2 separate regions of the Zea mays genome follow, and region 1 is linked to region 2. A link is a contact called in public Hi-C data. All regions are on one chromosome and are shown on one strand. The core of a region is the stretch at or near the end of the contact, and the rest is flanking DNA. Distances in the headings are between cores, read along the strand shown.

What was found. A called contact is a pair of places that touch in the nucleus more often than the background predicts.
Region 1: a contact with region 2 is called in a Hi-C map of leaf, with 2.5 times the contacts expected there. The contact joins the promoter of LOC100272964 here to the promoter of LOC103654689 in region 2. A contact is called at or near these places in 4 of 25 Hi-C or Micro-C datasets (ear, leaf and tassel).

Annotation. Positions count from the first base shown.
Region 1 is chr4:228,135,960-228,138,705 of Zm-B73-REFERENCE-NAM-5.0, reverse strand. It overlaps LOC100272964, which reads right to left and starts at 1,310. Exons shown (of 3, transcript NM_001147416.1): 1 at 817-1,310; 2 at 73-153. The coding sequence starts at 1,216. It overlaps LOC103654690 (sister chromatid cohesion protein PDS5 homolog B-B-like), which reads left to right and starts at 1,953. Exons shown (of 3, transcript XM_020551950.2): 1 at 1,953-2,746.
Region 2 is chr4:227,846,241-227,849,163 of Zm-B73-REFERENCE-NAM-5.0, reverse strand. LOC103654689 (protein PHYTOCHROME-DEPENDENT LATE-FLOWERING) reads left to right here and starts at 1,421. Exons shown (of 12, transcript XM_008681534.3): 1 at 1,421-1,792. The coding sequence starts at 1,466.

The DNA.
Region 1 (2,746 bases), core at 61-2,560, 290 kb before region 2:
AGTCGAGTTCATTTTAGAAAAATCCAAGACACATCATAAAGATCTTAGAGAAGGATGTATATGAAAACTCACCTCTTCTAGAAGCACAAAAGTTGTTCTCAACAACACAGATCATCGGATGCCTTCTTGGAGCAGCATATGCAACAGACATTCCTGTAAGTATGTACTGGTTTAATACTTCAATGTTTAAATAGAGAAGGAGAAAATGAATTTTAAGGGTTTTTGTCAATGACATTCTTATCTACCAAGAAAAAGGCACGAGTGACAAAAAAATGTCTAAGACCGTCTGCAGCAGTCTACCCAAAAGCACTGTTTTGCACTGTTCGCAGAGTGAAGTTTGAATATGGGTATGGGGATGGGTAAGCTGCTGGAGATAGCCTAATACAAAGCATATATGAGCTACCAATATGTACCGACTATACAAAATATACAAACGAAACACATAAAACTACTGCAGCATAAATATCTACAAAATATCCTCACCTGCCTACACATAAAACAGCTTCTCTAACACACATGTCATAGCAAAGTTCATCAAATATTCCGTAGACAAATTGAGACCTCATGCCCATTTAGGCCACATATGCAACCAGCATTAAAAAAACAAATTCACATGGTAAAGCAAGACAAACGAGACACATGATGTTCTATTACACACACAAACTATCTTTAAGTTGCAATCAATACCTACAATTGTCAATACAAACCCAATGTCCAATACAGAAAAGCTAATAAATACATCGACCTATCTAGTATACCACATATAGTTCTAACAAAAATCACATCAGTGCCACCGGGAACGAGATTGCGACTCACCAGCTACAAGGTAGGTGAACGAGGCGCCAAAGAGGACGGCGGATGGCACGAAGACGACCATCCAGTAGAAGTCGGCGGCCTCAGCGGTGGTCATGTAGAAGGCACCCCCGCGGTACCGGTACGCCTCGGGCTCCTCCTCCCTGCTGCTGGCGGCGGCAGGCAGCGCCTCCAGCATGCGGCGCTCCCGGCAGAAGGGCCGCTCCGCGGGCTCGGCAGGGAACACGATCCCGAGGCTGACGCACGCGGCAGCTGCCACAGCGGCGGCGACACAGCAGGCGGCGGTCACGGCCAGCGGGCGGCGGAGACGCGGCGGGAAGGACTGCTCGTCGTCGCGGAGCGCCGCGTAGGCGCGCCGTGGCATCAAGAAGGCCTGCCGCAGCGCGTCGCCGAGGAGTGCCATCTGCGTGCGACGGCGGCGGCGACGTTGCGGAAGGGAAAAGGGGAGAGGAGAGTAGGGTGGGTGGGTGGGTGAAGGCGAGAACCCTAGACGCGGTTTCGCGGGAGGGGGGCGTGATGATGCGGAGGCATCGGGCGGAAGAACTGGGAAGAAGAAGGTGGTGGTCAGGTGAGGGCGGCTCCGCTTTCGGGGTTTGGTTGCCTTGCGGGAAGGGGAAAACACCGGCTGCCGCGAGCCCGCCAGGTTGCCCCAAGTCTCTGATCTTGTCAACGCAAGAAAACTTAGGCAAATAGTGTATATTTTTACATAGAATAATAGAGTAGGTTCATGGTAATAATAGCACCGATTGTTACCTATTTTGCTTTTTATTAGTTTCAAACTTTCAAAGTTCAAAGCTTAAAGGCCAGTTTAGAAGCTCTATTTTTCCAAGGATTTATATTTTAACAAGAAAAAATAACTAATTTCTCTTTAGAAAATAAAAATTCATTGAGATTATGGGTTTCTAAACTAGCCCTAAATAGCGAAAAATGTAAAAACCCGGTGTTTGTTCGTTTTTTTTCTTTTTCTCAGCTAGAAGAGCAAAAATCATGATTGAAGGATGTTCACTCTAAACTTCACATATCTCTACTACTCCTTAAAATCCTATTGTAGGCGTTCACAGTATAGGTGCACGGTTCTGCCTCGGTTGCAACCCGCCATCAACGCCCGTGTTTCCACCGTCCCCACAGCCCGTTATGGAAGGCGTCGCGGATCCACCGTGCCCCGCCCGCCCATGGTCTCTCCCCGCGGCCGCAATCCCCGCCGCCCCGGCTCTCCTCTCTCTCCCGCAAACCCCGCGGCCGCAGTTCCAGCCGCCCCTAATCTCCTCTATCCTCACCCCCAAATTGCCGCCCACGGATCTCGCCGACACCAGCGCAGACGCAGTGACCCAGCCCCCGCCTTCCCCATCGTGATAGCAGCATCTCCCAGACGCCCCCTCCCCTTAGCCTCGACGCGATGCCTGCCTAGCTCCTGTCCGCCGCGTGAGGAGGCGCCACGGCACGCGCTTGTGTGGCATTCGACGCGAAGGCACCCGCGACCTGCGTCGACTCTGAGGAGGAGCGCCGCCTCCTTGAGATCTAGGAGGTCGAGGTGGTTGCGGCGCGTACTCGTACGGTGGTCGAGAGTGCCGAGCTCGCGACGGTCAGAGGTCCCAGGTCGGTGGCCTGTTGGCCCTGAGGTACTCGACGTCGGACCAGGATTCCTCGTCCAGCACGTGCCCGTCGCCTCGCAGTTGCAGCAGGTCCGGCCTGATGTAGACTTCGGCCACCGACGAGGTCAGGATCACGCGCCGCACCGTCCCGGCCTTCGCGCACGATCGCATCGTGTTCAGCGTGCCTCGGACGGACGGCTCGATCTGCTCTTTCTGACCACGGATCTCGCCGACACCTGCGCACTGACCCAGCCCCCGCCTTCCCCATCGTGATAGCAGCGTACCTGCGTCGACTCTGAGGAGGAGCGCCGCCTCCTTGAGATCCAGGAGGTTGAGGTGGC
Region 2 (2,923 bases), core at 172-2,671:
CATCAGTCCGATCTGTACATTTACCGGTTGATTGGTTCCCTGTGTCCGTGGCTGCACGCTCGCCCGAGCCTGGCTGGTCAGATACATGCGTTTTGGCGGTACGAGCGGATGCAGACAATTAGCCTTCAAATGGCTTGTTTTGCATCGGCTTGTGCAGCCCACGCCTTCGATGTGCAGGCAACCAAACATACGCTCAGGTAAAGTCAATGCATGCAGTGATCTAGGATAAAACGATGCGACCAACCAATCATATGATTAGCGTATGTGGTCGCCGTTCCTGTGTTTGTTAACCTCACAAATCATAGATAGGCAAAACTGTCTCGATTTTTTTCCAGCCCGGCGTCACCGTACACCGATCTCTCCCCCCCCACCCCACCCCCAACATGCTGCCTCCGCCCACGGTAGTAGCCGCGAGCCGACCGACGCTCGTCGACGCGGGTACGGGGCGAGTCGGTCATGCTCCTGACCTTTCTCTACATGTGCCGTCGAGGAGGACATGGTGGCACCTGCCACACTTAGGTTATCTTGGCGATGAGGAGTCCAGGTCTGTTATATTGGACAATCATGGCTCGTAGCGTGACAGCAGTCAGCATATGCTATGGAGTTGTGGTGGTGTTGTGTCGCTTCAGCGGGTTCAGGGCTGGGAAGACACTCACATTCTCTCGTCCGTCTCGGACTGACGCCTGGTGCGGGTGCCTCTCAGTTTGGAGCTGCTCCGACTGGGCTTCTTTCTCCGCTTGTGTGCTCTCTCCCTATATATCTATCGGTATAATACATATGTCGCCTCCAGATGCCAAGGTCTTCGTCGTGTCCTTCTCCGACAACGAACAGGTATGTCCGCCTCTTTCCTTCCCCTCTTGCTCTACGAAACCTTGGAAGTGGAGGAGGCGAGCTCTGATTTGCTGTCTATGGTACCCGTGCGTTAATAAAAAAATATTATGTGAAGACTAGAGACAATCAATAAAAAAATTTTGAGATATTTTTGGTGAATAATTTACGTGGGTATTGTTGTGAGCCGTCGCAATGCACGGGTAACCGGCTAGTCTAAACTCTAAAGCAGAGCTGTTCCGTACAGAGTTTTGGAATAAAACTATTATGAAATACTCTACCAAATTTTCTAGAGTCGCAAACATCCTCTAATTATTTGAGACAATTGTTGGAGCGAGTCAACGCATGCAAGCGAGTCCTGGTATAAACCCAATCCATCAGTCCGATCTATATATTTACCGGCTGATTGGTTCCCTGTGTCCGTGGCTGCACGCCTGCCCGAGCCTGACTGGTCGGATATATGCGTTTTGGCGGTACGAACGGATGCATGCAATTAGCCTTTAAATGACTTGTTTTGTATCGGCTTGTGCAGCCCACGTCTTCGATGTGCAGGCAACCAAACATACACTCAGTTAAAGTCAATGCGTGCAGTGATCTAGGACAAAACGATGAAACCAACCAATCGTATGATTAGCGTATGCGGCCGCCGTTCCTGCGTTTGTTAACCTCACAAATCATAGATAGGCAAAACTGTCACGATTTTTTTCCAGCCCGGCGTCACCGTACACCGATCTCTCCCCCCCCCCCCCGCCACCCACCCCCCACCACCACGCCCGACCTCGTCCGCGGTGAAGGTCAAGGAGACGGCGGAGGAAGCCTGACAACCGTGTGGATGGGGATCTCGTTCAAGCTGTCGAAGGTCGGGGTCCGCGTGCACCCGGCCGCGCGCTCGGCGTCCGCGGCGGTGGCGGAAAAGCCGGGCGCGGGTGGGAAGGAGGGTTCGCTGTCTGAGTCGACACGCGAGGTGAGGCGCTCGTGGCTTCTATCGCTTGCTTGTTTGGTTTGTGTGTCGCTTCGAGATGGTTTGGGTGCCAACAGTGGGGGGTGGGGGGGGGGGGGGGGGATCAAGGAGCGGAAAGCAATTTGTCGAGGAACTGATGAAAAATCTGACCTCGATTTTTTTTGTTTTCAGGCGAATTTCGTTAATTCGCTACAAGGATTAATATTTTTGGTGATTTCGGCTCGAAAGCTTGCGTTGGACAATCAATCGCATTTTCGTTTGGAGTGGTCAAATCCTTCGGAAGGACTGAACATTCAAAGACTTTTTTTTGGGGGGGGGGGGACTCGTACTTTTTCCCTCTTTTTTTGGGTTTAAGCTCGTTTTTTTGGATGGCTATGTGTAGCAGTTCGGCTATAGTAGCTGAGGGTGCCAATTTGGCCTGCTTGAACTCAGTATCTACCAAACAACTATTTGTCTTGTGCAACACTCTAGCTAATTGTTTGTTATCAATTACCTTACTTTTGATTGTCTATTGGGTTTAGAGCATTCAGGTGTGGTTTCCAAGGGATTGACCTAATGGGGCGTTTGGATCCATTCATTTTAGAGGAACTGAAATTTACTTAATAAAGTAACCTATTTAGCTTGGAATTTGACATTCCACCACTTTACAAAGTTTAGATATAAGCCTATCTCAAATTTATGGAGTAGAGGATGAGAAATAATTTTATATATCAGTAGAATATGTTTCTACTCTGCAACTTATAGGACGCTCTTCGACTCACTACTTTATAAAAATGTAGCACATAAATATCCCGACATCTTGTTAATAATAGTATACAAATATATTTTACATAAAACCGTATTAGCTTAATTGATGTGCCTAAATTACTTTTATTAGAATGGAATTCAATTCCAAGGATCTAAACGAGGCAAAGTATTTGCCATGAAGCAAGGGCAATGCTCCTAATTTCCAATAAACATAGGATCACCAATACTGGAGATTCTTTTGAGTTGTACTAGTATCTGTTGAGACCAGGGATGTTATCTTGTCCAGCTCTTTCTGTTGCACCCTTGCTTTAGTATTGAAGTACCTTATAATTTTAGTTGGAGCAATCAAGCAATGTAAAATTAGCTAGTATTGGCATGGATAGGTGT